Linked DNA regions of Sus scrofa: region 2 is linked to region 1. A link is a contact called in public HiChIP or PLAC-seq data. All regions are on one chromosome and are shown on one strand. Each heading gives the region's core, a stretch centred on a gene start, on an enhancer-like site or on the middle of the called end of the contact. The rest is flanking DNA. Distances are from core to core; before and after follow the strand shown.

Region 1 (7,968 bases), core at 3,747-6,246:
CTGAGGATTACAGAAGTCTTAATGAGGCCTAATTAAACGTATGTAAAATGCGGGGTGGGGAGGTATTAAGTTGTTCACCGAATGAAGAAGGGTCGATAGAAAATTATTCACCACATCCATAATACCGCAAACCAAGCAATAATCCTTAGACTAGGATAATTTACTACAATAAAATCTACTGTAGAACTGAAAGCAAACTTACAGAATGTGTAGCTCCAAAGAGCAGCAGAGGATGAAATAAAGGAAACTCCAGTTCGGTCCTACTCATTGCAGGAAGAATCCCTGATAGGATGGAGAGCAGTGTGGAGAGAAAACCCGGAGAAAATCCTCAGGGTTTGTGCACTCATTTCTAATGTACTATAGGTGGTTTGAATGAGCCCACTGCACTCGCCCCCACATCTCCAGGTCGCAAAACTAGTTAACAAATCAGAAGTGCTCAGATGCTCTAGGAGCTCCCAGGGGCCAGCCCCCAGCCAAATATATTATCCTGATTCCAGTTGGCTATATAGCTAACAGTTAGGTACTTTGTAAGCACCTAACAAACAAAAACTCATTTGAAGCCATTAGACAGGAAGCTTCCTGAGGGTAGGAATATCACTCCAAAGACAGGCAGTAGTTATTTAACTTAACAGAGTAGACGGAGTTAGTATAACTAACGTTCCTAACAACTGTGCAATAAAATGAGTTACGCACATATTATTAGAAGCTGGAACTTTATACAACTAGAGGATTCACTAAATCAGCAGTCCAATGGGAAGAGAAATTGCAACCTATTTTTAAAAAATAAATGTTTTTGGCCACACCCACAGGTGGCAGTTCCTGGGCCAGGGACTGAACCCACACCACAGCAGCAACCCAAGCTGCTGCAGTGACAACGCTGGAGCCTGAACCTGCTGGACCACAAGAGAGCTCCACAACTTATTTTTTGTTGTTGTTGTTGTTGTTGCTATTTCTTGGGCCGCTCCCGCGGCATATGGAGGTTCCCAGGCTAGGGGCTGAATTGGAGCTGTAGCCACCGGCCTATGCCAGAGCCACAGCAACGCGGGATCCGAGTCGCGTCTGCGACCTACACCACAGCTCACGGCAACGCCGGGTCCTTAGCCCACTGAGCAAGGGCAGGGACCAAACCCGCAACCTCATGGTTCCTAGTCGGATTCGTTAACCACTGCGCCACGACGGGAACTCCTCCACAACTTATTTTTAAAATCTGTGTTTGATTGCTTTTCAGATCTGGATCATTCACCTTGACATCACGTAACCTCAGTGCCCAGGACAACATGCAAACAGCAGATGATATTTGCCCTATTATTTAACCGCATATTTTCCTGAAAAAATTCACCATCTAAACAACAGTCATAGAGCAAAGGCTTCAAAGGGTTTAGCATCTAGGCCTCTAGCAGTGCTACCCACTAAACCTGCGGTCTAGGCTGCAGAAGGTCCATTCTTTGTGGTGGGGTCAAGGCAAGCGGGACAGCATAAAGTGGACTTGAAATCCGCAGGGACTGTCAATGCGCAGTGCCAGCAAGGCATGGACACAGGCTTCTCTACATTCCTACCATGACTTCAGTTTCACCCCGCAGAGGCCTCTTGTAGAACAGCAGGGGCCACTCAGCATTCATTCACCAGGCCGGGCTAGTCTAGTAAGACTGCTAATTGACTGAGAGTTTCTGTGATGTGCTTACCAAAGAACAGTACAGAAAGGGAAGGTGCCACTAGTTAATTTCAGGAAAGCTACCAGTTATCAGAAGGATATACAGATTGCCTATGACTCATTTGCCAGTCGTGGAACAAATGATGGAGTCAAACTGTTACCACAACACAGTCCTAGAGGTATCTTCACATCCACAGTCACAGCACTGATCCAGTCTCCTTCCTTCACACCTGCAGGCCTGCGTTTCCCACCTGGAGCATTTGCAGTGTGCCAGGAACCGTGCTAAGGGGTTACATGTGGATACGCACACATGTATTACATGGAAAAAATCCACCTATACATATACTTATAATCTGCCAAAAATTCTTTGTGTGTGTGTGTGTGTCTTTTCTAGGGCCACACCCTGGGCATATGGAGGTTCCCAGGCTAGGGGTCTAATCGGAGCTATAGCCACCGGCCTACACCGCAGCCACAGCAACGTGGGATCCGAGCCGCATCTGCGACCCACACCACAGCTCATGGCAACACCGGATCCTTAGCCCACTGAGCGAGGCCAGGGATCGAACCTTCAACCTCATGGTTCCTAGTCGGATTCGTTAACCACTGTGCCACAAGGGGAACTCCCAAAAATTCTAAATAAGTTTATTATCCTCCCTTTATGGAGAGGCCCATCTTGCTATCCTGTGCCAAAGCTCAATCTCTTAATCCCTAGTTTATCCTGACTCTTCACCATCATCTTCCTGCCTCTACTCCAGCCAGATTCACATTCATGAGCTTTACCAGGTCATCCACGTTTAAGATACTATCATAGCACTCAAGGCTTCGTAGCTTGAAGCCAGCCTCCTCAGACTGACCTGCATGTCCCCACACTGGCCCCACCTTACTTTCTCTGACTCGCCAGGAAAGCTACCTGCACCCACTGATGAGCTGTCATTACTTACTCAAACACCAGCAGGTTACCTTCGTGGCTTGGACGCAGTGTGTGAGATGGGCACCTCCTTCCCACTACCTGCGGGACGCTTTCCTCCCTTCCTCCTACAACCCAAACCTTACTCCCCCCCGGACCCCCAAGGTCTGCTGCAGATTTACCACCAAATAACCTTCCTTGATGAGTGCGACACACTTAAAATTTCTTCTAGTTGACTGTGCATATGAGCATCCTTAGCAACAGTAAACTCCTTTTCAGCAGAGGATACACCTTTTCAGATCCCTCTGTTCTGCTTCCCTCCTTAGGTGTTTCTAAATTCCATAGCATTACCACCATCTATCCCCCTGATTTGTTTATACTTGAACCAACGGGTGCACAATCATACAAGTTGACCAATGACATGAGTGCTTAACCATACTGGTTTACCAATGATCTAATTCAACATCAACTGTCCGTTTCAAACTTAAATCAGGAATGCTGACAAGTGGTGCAGGTTCCCCGAACCCTACCCACAGTTAATGATTCACTTGTTAAACAGCTGTGCAGAGTAAGTTAAAAAAAAAACCCAACTTCACTCACATAAATATGTTCTCTGTATACAGAGACATCTTGACACGGCTTATCACTATCTAGTGTGACACCGTTATTTGGTCATGACTTGCCAAAAGAATGTAAGCTCCACGAGGCCAGGGTCTTTGTTTTTCACAATGCTTTACTTCCAGAGCCTAGACTGGTGCCTAGCTTATCCAAAGTGGTATTCAAAAATGTCCTGAAAGATATACACTTTGGTAATTGTATAAATGCCTACAGATTCATAAAGAAAATGGAGAAAGTTTTAATACTTTTAAACTATTAAAATGAACAAACAATACGACTGAAGACTTAAAAAAAATAATTTGGGAGTTCCCGTCGTGGCATAGCAGAAATGAATCCGACTAGGAACCATGAGGTTGGGGGTTCGATCCCTGGCCTCGATCAGTGGGTTAAGGATCCAGCATTGCTGTGAGTTGTGGTGTAGGTTGAAGATGCAGCAAAGATCTGAGGAGGCTGTGGTGTAAGTCAGTGGCTACAGCTCTGATTCGACCCCTAGCCTGGGAACCTCCATATGCCCAGGATGCGGTCCTAAAAAGACAAAAAAAAAAAAAAAAAAAAAAAAAAAAAATTGAAAATGGTGATGATAAAACAATAAAACTTCAGGAGCCCTGAAGTTCTGAAGGCAAACTTTGTTAATATGAAGCCAAAAGCACTAAATCTACACGGAGATCTTGGGCTTGAAGTTTAAAACTGCACTGAAGTTTAAGAATTTCCAGAGGCCTTATTTTTTCATGCCACATCCGAAAAAATTTCAATTATTGAAGAAAAACTGGAGTACTAACCCCTACATCCATATTTATTTATCCATCTGCCCAAGATGAGAAACAAGGACCATTTCATAATAAAGTCACTGAAACAGGTAAGACGATGGAGCAAGCCAATTTTTCTCCTCCAAAGCCAAAGAGGCGCAGGGAGAGGGCACATCACAGTAAACAAAGCCAGCCGAGGTCCTCGGGGAGCAAGCCCCAGACAATAGGAGCGACGGTCGAGGCAGGTCTGGGGTTGGGTCAACAGGGGGTGGAGCCTCAGAAAAGACCAAGGAAAGAAAATCTACACTAGCAGCCGGCCCGACGCAGGGGTGAGGGAAGAAGCTGGCTCCGAGAGGGAGCTCCCGAAATACACGTGTATTTGTGTCAGGAGGAAGTGTGAGATCCGGGAAACGGAGCACAAAAGGCTAGATTTGTTGTTTGTTGTTTTAAGCTACGATGACCCTAGCGGCTTATCCCCAAGCGCTGGGTGCAAGGAGGGGAATCCCGGGACTAGGCGTGGGTCGGGATTCCCCAGGGACCGGTGACGCGGCCGCGGGAGGGGAGTAGGAGGAGATCCCAGGGCTGGGGCCCGGGGATGACTTACTTTGAGGAGGCAGCTGTTGAGAGGCGCGGGCACGGAGGTGCGGTGGATAACCAGGTCCTGGCCCGGGTTGTGCACGTCGCAGATGAGCTCCAGCACAGCGATGCTACGGGCGGTGGACACCGACACGCGGTGGTCCTCGGACCACGCCAGCGGCTCCAGGCCGCTCACCGCATACTGCAGCCTCACGGCCGGCTCCCGCCGAGTCACCAGGAGGCGGAACGCGGCGCTGGGCCCGGGGGCCGGGTCCGCCACCGGCCCCTTCCCGCCCGCCTCGCCCTCTTCTTCCTCGGCGGCGCAGGCCGGTCGGCCGCGGGCCCCACCCGGGCCTTGTCGGCCGTATTCATCTCCCCTCAGAGGCTGAAGCCGGACCCCGGGCGCGCCAACTCCGCGTCGCCGTCCGGTTGCCGCCTCTTGCACCGCGGCCGCCGGCCCCCAGCGCCCTCCGCGGCGGTTTTCTTCCCCTTAGGCCCGGAGCGCCGCCGAGCCAGGAAGGACCCCGCCGTTGCTAGGCGACCCAGCCCTGCCAGGTGGCCAAGGCGCTGCCTGTAAAAAACGCGCCTCCTCCGCGGGCTGGACCGCGGGTGGGCAAGGGGCACGCAGCCGCGAGGATCCCCACCGGGTGATCGAGCCCCAGGCCCCTTTAGGGACCTCCCGGGGCAACTAAATGCTGGGGAAAGAGTAACCCGGTGGCAAAGGAAGGAATGCTGGTTAGACCAGGCACGCCTTTTCTTCTGGAGGAATTCAAAGAGCTGCACAAGCATGAACTCTGGGGTCGAGTGGGACTTGGCACCTCTGCCGCAGGCCAGGCCACGAGGGGCTCAAGCGGGGCAGCCCCCCACGCGCTGCGGCCCCAGCCCCGAGCGGCGCGGGCCGTGCGTTTGCAGACCTTCCGGGACCCGGAAGGGGCGCGGGCGCAGGACCCTGCGGGGCAGCTACGCGGGGTCCTCGCGCGCGTCCCACGTGGGGCCGAGCCGAGCGGCGGGGCCGGTTCGAGAGACCCAGACGCGCCTTTCTGCCGGCATGGCAGCCGCCGGTGGAGCGCTCCTCCACGTTCCCGAGCCCCGCGCCGCAGCCCCCAGGACGTTCTCCAGGCCCCGCCCGGCGCAGGCGAGGCAGGTGAGTTCTGCCCCGATTTCAGATTCGTTCGCACCCGGGGCCGCTGCGCGCCGTGAGCTGCCGCCTTGCCTTTTGGTCGGGGTTCGAAGTTCAGGGGGCAAAGCCAGGCGTCGGGCAGCTTCTGGAGGAGTCGCTGAGCAGCGCGGGTCTGAGACCCGGACACCATCCTGCGGAGAGGGGGTCTCGGAGGGAACGGAGTGGGTGTGGAGGGGTGGGGGCCGGCTCGGGCTGCTAGTCGGAGGTAGCGGCGGGGACCTGAGGCTGCCTCCCAGAGAAACTGGGGACTGACGCTTGGGCGGAAGCCCCAGCCCCGTCACTCACCAGCCGTGTCTCTAAACTTATCTTAGCCGCCGTTTTCTCGACTCTAAGGGTCGTTTGTTTCCGGAATGAGAACTGGAAACTAGAGAGTTTTTTGAAGTTTTCCAAGATGGGATGTATTTTCACCCACGTGCAATGAAGGGAAGAGAAAATACACCTAGTCAATGTGGTCACCTCATTAGGTGAGAGAAAGATGCCCTACATTTAACCCAAGCCAAAGCTGAAAATCGGTTTTTAAGGTGGTTCACTAGGCTCCTAGAAAAGAGGAGAAGCAGAAAATTCATACGTTGTCATAAAAACCAGGACGGCTACAGCTTGAAGGCAAGGAAAGTGTGTTTATGTGTGTTTTCTCGAAAAAGCAACACTTAATTCTTTTGAAAAATTAAATGCCAAAGTTTAATTGGTTCTTTTCCTTTCAAACAACGTGGTGATGCTGAAATTCATTGAGTTCAGGTAAGCTCCCATCATCCAACGCCCACTGTGTTATCTTCCGGATTTGTGTGTGTGTGTGTGTGATATTCAGCTTTAGGATTTAGAGACTGTGAGTAAAGTTTTCACCTGGGCGGTGGTGTAGCTGCATCTGTGCCGGAGGGGGAAGGGAAACTACAGAAGAGCCAGTTGGGAACACAGGATTTGGAGCAGGATGGATTTGGATTCCATGTGAGCTTTGCAACATGCTAAGCTCTGTGACCCTAGAGAAGTCACGTCACCTCTCTGATCGTTACTCTTCCTATCCATAAATGGAGAACAGTCATTTCCACTTCGTATGAGGTTATTATAAAGATTAAATGAGATAATACGCTCAAAGACTGTACATTTTCTGATCCATAGGAGCACTCAATAAATGTCAGCGATTCAAAAATAAAGTCATACTGGCTCCGTTGTGGGTAATAGAATCGCTGTATCAGGAGGTCATTAGGGTGCTTGTGCCAAGTACTTAGTAATTAACACATAGAAAGCACTTGCTAAAATTTTGTGGGATGGATTGAATAGGTAAATGTAAGATATCAGGTTTTTTTTTTTTTTTTTAGATTTTTGAACTTTTTTTTTTTTGTCTTTTGTCTTTTTTTTGTTGTTGTTGCTGATATCAGGTTTCATGATTGCTTGAGACACTGTATCAAAAGGATGTTAAGAAGGTGGTGACAGTCTTTTGCTGTGGCCTTGTCCACACCTACGTTTTTGTTTGTCTTGAATAAGCATTGTGTATATATGTTGATCACATTTGCTCATAGCCTCAACTTGGGATGAGTAGCTAATATACTAGGTTTACAAAGATCTTGACAGCTTAAATTACGCTGTTTCTAACACTATGCAGAATGTCTTGTTTCTTTAAAAAAAGTGGTTTATTATAGGAAATTTGGGAAGTAGTAAAAAAAAAAAAAGTACGCGTGAATGCCATACTCAGAGGTAACACTGGGTAACGTTTTGGTGTATGTTCTTCTAGAAGACAATGCAAAACATAGTAGGGGTCAGACTATACAGGGTGTTTCCTAACCAGGAGTTCTCATTGTGGCTTAGTGGTAATGAACTTGACTAGTATCCTTGAGGATGTGGGTTCGATCCCTGGCCTCGCTCAGTGGGTTAAGGATCTGGCGTAGCCGTGAGCTGTGGTGAAGGTTGCAGACAAGGCTCGGGTCTTGTGTTGACTGTGGCTACGGCAGTAGGCCTGCTGCTGCAGCTCTGACTGGACCCCTAGCCTGGGAACTTCTACATGCCACAGGTGTGGCCCTAAAAGCAAAAAATAAAAAAATTAAAAAAAAAAAAGGATACAATTACTAAATGGGATTGTAGCATTATTGTTGGAAACAGTGCTGTCATCTTAAAATAGGATGGGTGTTCTCATTGTGGCTCAGTGGGTTAAGAACCCAAGTATCCATGAGGGTTCGGGTTTGACCCCAGCCCTCGCTCAGTGGGTTAAGGATCCAGCATTGTGGCATAAGTTGCAGATGTAGCTTGGGTCTGGCATTGCTGTGGCTGTGGCGTAGGCAGGCAGCTACAGCTCAGATTT
Region 2 (7,968 bases), core at 2,391-4,890, 230 kb before region 1:
GTACCACTCAAATGGATGAACTTATGACACTGAAAGGGACTTTTTTTTTGTCTTTTTAGGGCTGCACCCATGGCATATGGAAGGTCCCAGGTTAGGGGTCGAATAGGAACTGCAGCTGCCGGCCTACACCACAGCCACAGCAATGCTGGATCCGAGCCGCATCTGCTACCTACATCACAGCTCACGGCAACACTGGATCCTTAACTCACTGAGCGAGGCCAGAGATCGAACCTGCATTCTCACGGATACCAGTTGTGTTTGCTACTGCTGAGCCATGACGGGAACTCCAAAAGGGGTATATTTTTGACTAGCGGTGTCCTTCCAAAGGACTTCAAATCTCACGGCATCTGGAAGGCCTTTTGTTTGTGAGGGACCAAAACCCAACTGAAACTAGCATTGGCCAAAACAGTTTTTGTCTCCTGGCCCAGGTGAGGCTGGCCTCGGGAACTCGGGAATTTGAGCAGAAAACACCCTACATTCCTCTTTCCATCTGTGTCTCTGTTTCTCTCTGTCTTTTCCCATCTTTTGGCTGGACTCCCACAGAGCTTGATGGAGGGGAGGCGGGAGGGTCACAGATTCCTCATCCCAGGTTAGCGACCCCAGAGGAAAGACAGAATCTTCAACGTCCATGTGCAAAGACTCAAGGAAGCACCCTGATTGGCCCAACTTGAGTCACATGTCCAACTGTGCCAATCTCATTGGCCAGATGCCCGGGATCATGGTTGGCTGGGCCTGGTCCAGGTGTCTCTGGCTTGAGGTCGTGCTCTGGTCCTCCTCAGGAAGGGGAGGGGGAAACGTGCCTCTGAGGGTTCAGCCCTTCTGTTACCTGTCACCCTCAGCCAGGGTGACATGCTGGTGGGAGAAAGCCTGGCCACGGGAGCAGCTCCAGGGTCGTACATGGAAGGTAGTGGTCTGATTAACATCTATTCAGCCAACGACAAAAAACCAGAGGAGTTCCCTGGCGGCCTAGTGGTTAAGGGTCTGGTGGTATCACTGCCATGGCATGGGTTCGACCCCGGCCCAGGAACTTCTGCATGCCATGAGTGCAGCCACAAACAAAAATAAAGATAAAAACAGAAAAGCAAAAAATATCCAGGCAGCCCCTGGGCAGTGGCCAGAGATGGTGGCAGGGCTGCCTCTGCCCGTGCTTCCCAGCATGTTCTCACAGCCCCTGGTGGTCCATATGAAAAGAACAGTTACCCTTCTTCTTCCAGACACTGTATAAACAGTAACAGCGGGCTGATGGCCCCCTGGAGCACTGCTCCCTTCCAAGGAGGAGAGCATTCCAGCAGGATGAGGTCACGGGGAGCCAAGGAAAATTGGGGGAAGGGGAAGCGGCGGGGGTGGCTCCTGGGGCGGAGCTCTGGAGCTACGCCCATCCCTTGGCTCCATCCCTTGACCTAAGGCTCCCAATCACTGGTGGTCCCAGAATGTGCCGAGGTGTTAATGCAAAGGCAGGAGCCTGATCCTGGGCAATGGTCTGGGGCTGGGGGTAGGACCGGAAGAAGCCGGACCCCCTCTCCTCCCCCATCCCTTCCATCTCTGTGCCCCAAGCCGACTCTGCTGGGTGGTTACACAGATGAAGTCAGCATTTGCTGCATAATTCCAGCCAGTGACCAGATGCCACCTGCCAATGCCGCTGACAAAGTAATGAAACTAACATGTATTGAAATAGATGCTATGCTAGTAACAGCTTAACTGTCTCACTGAATCCACCCCAAGTCCCGGTTAGGTAGCTGTCATTATTACTGTTATTATTTTTATTTTTAGGGCTGCACCTGTGACGCATGCAAGTTCCCAGGCTAGGGGTCGAATTGGAGCTACAGCTGCCAGTCTACACCACAGCCACAGCAACGTGGAATCTGAGCCGCGTCTGCCATCTGTGCTGCAGCCTGCTGAAACGCCAGATCCTAAACCCATTGAGCGAGGCCAGGGATCGAACCCGCGTCCTCATGGAAACTAGTCCGGTTTGTTTCCGCTGAGCTATGACAGGAACTCCAGGTAGGCGTGACTATTACCCCTATGTTGCAGGTGAGGAAACTAAGGCTCCCCCAATTAGCAGAAGGGCAGAAACCTGCCTTCAGACTAGTCTGCTGAACCATGACCTCTTAGGCTGGTGGAACTCCCAGCTCAATGCCCACCTTCCCCATTAGCCAGTAGAGTTAGAAAAGTTGTGCACTGCTCAAGGGCTCCCAGGAGGCTTGGGAAGGGGTCAAAATACAGCTGGGTCTCTGCTCCCGTGCGCTGTGGGCCCAGAGGGCATGCCTTTTGCTACTTCTCACAAAGGCACCATACCGGCCAAGAGCAGCCCCACCCCAGATCTCGCCAGGCCTCTTGGAATTCTGACAGCCCCCTTGACAGCACCCAGCATGCTGACCACTCAGAGAGCAGGCCCCTTAAACCATATGGGGCCTTGCATTGTGACTCAATTGGTTCCCATGACAAACCTGTTATTCCCATAACTCACCCAGCATTTATTGCCTCCAGCCGCTTGCTTCTTTGGTTCTTGGCCTGGAATACCCTTTTCTCCCCAGAAGCCTCTCCCGATTCTATTTCATGAAACCTACCTTTCTTTTAAAACCCAGCAGGAGGCCCACTCTTTCAAAAAGCCTTTTGAGACCCCACAGTGGGACGTCACCTCATTCTCTGCGGCCTCTCTCACACCTCTTTGCTTTGCTTTGCTTTGGTGCCTAGCGCTCACCATCACCTGCCTCAGATACCAACCATCACCTTTACCTGGCCTGGGTCACTGTGCTAAACACTCTCCATACTTTTCCTCCAGGAATCCTCCCGTCACTCATGTTACCATGCCCATTTCATAGAGGAAGAAACTGAGGCTCAAGGGACCTCAAGACTTGCGCAGATTTACACAGCTAGGAAGAAGCAGAGGAGGCACCGAATGGAGGGGTTCTGCTTCGAAAGATGCCTGCCCTGCTTAGGGTGGTTTTCCACATAACGTCGGAAATGTTAGCAACCTGAGGTTAGCAGCCACCGTGGTTCTTCGCAGCCCCAGAGATGCGCTTTGGCAAATACTCTGCGAAGGACAGAGGTTGCCCTGGTGCAGCTTTGCTCCTTTCCTAGCGATGAACTCCTTTAAAGATCTAAAGCAGACCCTTCCTCCACAGAGGTACCCACTGGCTCCTTGGGAAACAAGATCGCAGCTCTGCGGCCGGGAACGGGGAGACCCTGGGCCGGGAGCGGGGGCACCCGGATCTGTGAGCGGAGACACAGCATCGGAAAAGCAGCAGACACACAACCACACCCAGCCGGGAGAACTTGTTTACGCCTCTTGCACGGCCCCTCCCGCCGGGCCCGGCCACGTGACCCGCCCCGCCCCTCGCTCTCTCGCGTGGCTCCTCCCGCCGCGCCGGCCTTCTTTTTGCCTCCTTCGGAGTCACAAGATCTCTCAGCGGCCCCCTTTCGGAATCCTTCCGCCCGTCCCCGCCCCCTGCCTCACAAACTCTTCTAGGTTCTTTCTCGATCGGTTAGCACCGTCAGGAATGAGAAAGGACGTCCTCTTCCGTCCCAAGGGGCTGCAGGCCGCGGTCATCTGTCGTCGGGCTCGAGGGGCAGGCGACGTCTCGCTGGGGACTCTTTTTCGTGGCGGAGGCTGCCGCCGGCTGTGGGCATTTCACGACGGGGGGAGGTGCTGTACGTCCAAGATGGCGGCGCCCTGTAGGCTGGAGGAACTGTGAGGTAAACAGCTGAGGGGGAGGAGACGGTGGGTGAGTATGGGGGTGTCCCCCCCTCCTTTTCACGGGGGCTTCTCGGGGCATTCCTGGCACCATGACCCTAGTCCGGGAGGCCCTGCGGGGCTGGGGCAAGGGGCCCACTTGCCGGGGAAGGGACTCCGGGAAGGGGGTTTCGGAGAGCGTTCCCCTCCCTCTTGTTACTCGCAGTCTGTGGCCGGGCCCGGCGGGGCTGGAGGGTCTCTAGGGAGGAGAGGCGGCCCCGGCCGGCGCCTCGCCCTCCTCGGCGGCGGAGGGACGGCTGCACCCCCCAGGCCGCGGTGCCGACGGCAGGGGTGAGGTGGGCCCCTTCGCCAGCCCCTCGCTTGGTGGGGTGACAGGTTCCCGCGGGGTGCGGAGAGCGGGGGGAGGCCCTCGCCGGAGGGGAGAGGCCGGGTGGTGGGGCTGGTCCCGGGGCTGGAGGAGAGCGGTCAAGGGTAGGGGGCGGGGAATGAATGGAGGCTGCCTGTGGGCATCGCGGACCCGCCGGGATTCGGCGTCTCCGCCGAAAGGTGCACGACCGGAGTGCCTCGCTCCAGGTGTGCTTGTGGGTGTGTAATCGACGACGAAAGACAGTTACCTTCGAGTCAGCAGAGGTGGTTCTTAGGAGACAGCGGTGTGCAGAGCCACTCCTAGACGCTCATTCATTCATTTGAGGAACTGGAGGGTGAGGAGTCCGCAGTCCGAGAGACCTTTAGAATTAAAGCTCTTTCTTTGTGTTTCCCGTTAGAGTTTTTGCTTCATGTGTTTTGGATTCGGAGGTAGGGATGGGGGGCTCCTGCCTGCTAACCACAGCTTGTTTATGGAGCAGCCCCGGTGGAGGTGCTTTGCAGTCATCGTCTCCTTTGGCCCCCAAGACAAAGAGGAGAGGCAGCCACTCCATTACTCAGATGGAGAAACTGAGGCCCAGAGATGTTAGGGTGCCTTGTCCAAGGTTGCTCCTCCTAAGATGATCTGACCAGGACTCGAACTGGGGTCCAGCTGATTCCAAGACTATGCTCCTATCTTTATTTGTACTCACATGACTAATTTATCTGTTATTTGATCCAAGCTAGTCTGTCATTCTAATTAGGTGGTTAGAATTAATCAGTTGGCCTAGGTTTGTGCATAAGTGACCGTTTGTGTGCGCGCGTGTGCGTGATTTTGGAGAGAGGTGCACTTGGTTATATACCAGAGCTTTTGTTTGGGATGGCAGTATAGTGCCTGTAAACATGTTAGTCTAAATTAGGCTGGAAAGTGTTTGCTGTTTTCATAAAACTGATGCATTTACTGCAGAAGGGAGCCTTGCTAAAAATCCTTGCTGGATTTTTAATAGAAAGCATAGAAATAGCACTTCCCTTTACATAGAGTAAGCTGTAAAAGTACTAAAATAGAATAATACTCTTCTGAGATACTGATTTATAATTTTGGGATCAACTTGGAGTCGCCTGAATTCAAACCTCCTGGCAAAGTGGAGCTGTAAATTTCAAGAAGCATTATGAACCCGACCCTTGTGGGAGCCCCTGATTTACTGAACAACCACCTGTGATTCTTAAGTTGAACATTCTGGAGTAAACCTGGAGTATGCAAATGTGGAAACTGATTTAGGGTTGTGCAGGGAAATGCACCTTTAACAGTCATGCATCAGGCAAATGAGGCTCCTCAGAAACACTGAAACATTCTTTGCTATTGCCCTGGGGAGCTGCAGCATCTTCCTCTAACCACCTGGTATAAACTTAAGGGGTATTTATAGAAGATGTAAATGGAAAATATCCTTTTACCAAAGTGAATATCTTATCCCAAACACTCTTATATCACGTGTGTGGCGAGGCAGATGATGTAAGCCTTCCTTGCCTCATGCTTTTCCTGGTGTCACAAAGACTTTGGTAGGTTCCTAAATTCCTAGTTAGACAGAGTCTTAGGTGACTACAGGCGTTCTTATTTTCCTTAAATTGGAATGTCCCAAATCCCATGACTCAGTTGTACTCTTCCTCGCTGGGTTGACAGCAAAGACTGCTGCTCTGGGGGGTGTCATATGATGCTTTCTGTGCTCGCCTGTTTTCTTGTGAGGTGAAACTGGACAGTCTTACTAGGACAAATCAAATACATACTGTCTGCGTGATGTTTCCAGAATAATGAAAGGTGTCCAGCAGAACCTTCTTGCTCAGATGTCCGGCCTCATAGTAGGTAGACTTGGATATTCATTCGGTCTTTGAGGACGCTCTGGATATTCCTTTTAGAAGAAGTCATAGGTGATTCTGATGCGCATCAGAGGTAGAGGACCAGTGGCTAAGGTATCAATTTGGCTGTTTTTCTTTTAATTTATAATTTATGGCAGAGGCTTTTCTTAAAATAGCATCTCACCTCTGGTGTATGTAGTGGTGGGTGAGTTTTGGGCTCTGAATTACAGCTGACTTGATCTTACCGATCTGTCTTCTTTCCGACTTTGTTAGGGTACAGGTCTGTTCTCTTGTGGGTCCTAGGGCCCCAGTGGACTGAAATGAACTTTTCCTGCAATTAATCGGGTATTCTTGGATGCAGATGAGCCAAATACAGCACTACATCAACACTTCGAGCTTGTCGAAAAGTCGCATCGCTTTCGATTTCTCACAAGTCACTGAAGTTCTCTGAGCTTCAGCTTCTTCACTTGTGAAATAAGAGAGTTGGATTGTAAATGAGTATCTCGAAGTCTAAATTTCTGGGACTTCAAGTCCTGGGGCTTCAGTTAAACATTCTAAGTTGCTTGAATGAAAATGTTAATGGCTTGTAAAAACTAAGCAAACAGGTGACTTTTAACCTTGACCCATTGAGTGGTGACTTTTAATGCTTTCTTTTATATCACATTTTTCAAAGGTATTCTCTGTTATTTCCTCATATTTTAAATCTCTTTGAAAGATGAGTGTTATTTGTATTAGTCTTGTCATTTAAATAGTGGCAAGCGTGAAAGGAAAGGATACTCAATAGCATTAAAACTCTAGCTTTTTGCTTTAAAAATACACGTATTTGTGATTAGTATCTACTCAAACACTGAGTTTTTCCCCTCCGTGTTTAATATAATTTAGTTTGCATGAAATGCTAATTTTTTCCATTAGTCTGAAAGAGGTTTTAGATCATTTAAGTTGGTCTAAAATTACCATTAGCAATTTTAGATTATTCTTTTTCTGATTTTTTTCTTTCTTTCTTTTTTTTTTTTTTTAGCTTGTGGTTCCTAAAAATTAGATATTTAATGTTTAGTGTCTATTTTGGGGAAGGCAAGAAATAAAAAATATGCATGTATAAAACAAATATAATCCCAGAACCTTGTTCATTTCTCCTTGTCCCTTCTCTTGTGCAGCACTAACTTTTGTTCTATACCGGGAAGTAACAAAAGGTAACAGAACACTTTTTAAGGTTGAATGAATTCAGATTGTCATCTAATGAGTAAAGTGCCTTAAAAACCTAGCTGGGATACAAATCCAGGCCTGGCGGTTACTGGCCTAGAATTCCCAGGTCACTTTCTAAAGTGAAGACAATGGCAGCAGAGGCCATGAAGTCTTTGAGTAACAAGGGGCAGTTTTATCCTTCTGTTGGTGGTGGTGGGCGCAGTGGGGAGCAGTAAGGAAGAGCAGACCTTAATGCCTGCATTCCTAGGAGCTCTGCGGCCTGTGGGTGGATCGCAGAGCAGGAGCACAGGAACAAACATGAAGTGTATCCGCGTTAAGCTACAAAATAACTGTCATCAATGTTTCCAGTATAAATTATGCCTGGAAGCCTTTTGTACCCAGCAATACATTTTGTTTAGTAATAGTATTTTCATAATAAAGTTAACATTTATTGGCACAGTGCCCAACACCCCGTTTAGTATCTTCCATCCATGATCCTGGGAGCTCTCTGCACAGACTTAAGGGACAGGATAGGGAGATGAGGAAACGGAAGCTTCCTATCAGGCCACTTCTTCAGTGGCTGGGCTGGGATTTGAACCTTGTTGGTTGACTCCAGAGCCCAAACATTTAATCTTTCACTGTGATAAATTGCCTGAGCTGCTGATCTCCTGAACTAACTCATAGGTCAGTGGTTTTTAAGGGTTTTTTTTGGCGGGGGAGTGTGGGGGGGTGCTCAGTTCTCTGAGAATTTGTGGAAAGCTGTCAACCAAATATCCTTTCCTGTCCCATCACCACCAACAAAATTCATACAGATATGAAATTTTAGGCATAGCTTCAGGAACCTTACAGACCCAGCCTAAGCCCAGCTGGTCATTCCAGATAGATGACTGCACTTAAAA

What was found. HiChIP or PLAC-seq counts read pairs in DNA pulled down with a chosen protein or histone mark.
Region 2: an H3K27ac HiChIP or PLAC-seq map of alveolar macrophages shows a contact between it and region 1. The contact joins the promoter of TSC1 here to the promoter of GTF3C4 in region 1. A contact is called at or near these places in 2 of 5 promoter capture datasets (fetal skeletal muscle and liver), 1 of 47 Hi-C or Micro-C datasets (embryonic fibroblasts) and 1 of 2 datasets of contacts at active chromatin or transcription factors (alveolar macrophages).

The regions. Positions count from the first base shown.
Region 1 is chr1:272,451,516-272,459,483 of Sscrofa11.1, reverse strand. GTF3C4 (general transcription factor 3C polypeptide 4) reads right to left here and starts at 4,996. Exons shown (of 6, transcript XM_001929441.4): 1 at 4,816-4,996; 2 at 4,527-4,813. The coding sequence starts at 4,870. DDX31 (probable ATP-dependent RNA helicase DDX31) reads left to right here and starts at 5,089. Exons shown (of 20, transcript XM_003122262.5): 1 at 5,089-5,642. The coding sequence starts at 5,286.
Region 2 is chr1:272,681,620-272,689,587 of Sscrofa11.1, reverse strand. It overlaps TSC1 (hamartin), which reads left to right and starts at 3,640. Exons shown (of 24, transcript XM_021070814.1): 1 at 3,640-3,721. LOC110256471 (a long non-coding RNA gene) reads right to left here and starts at 3,371. Exons shown (of 3, transcript XR_002338027.1): 1 at 2,468-3,371.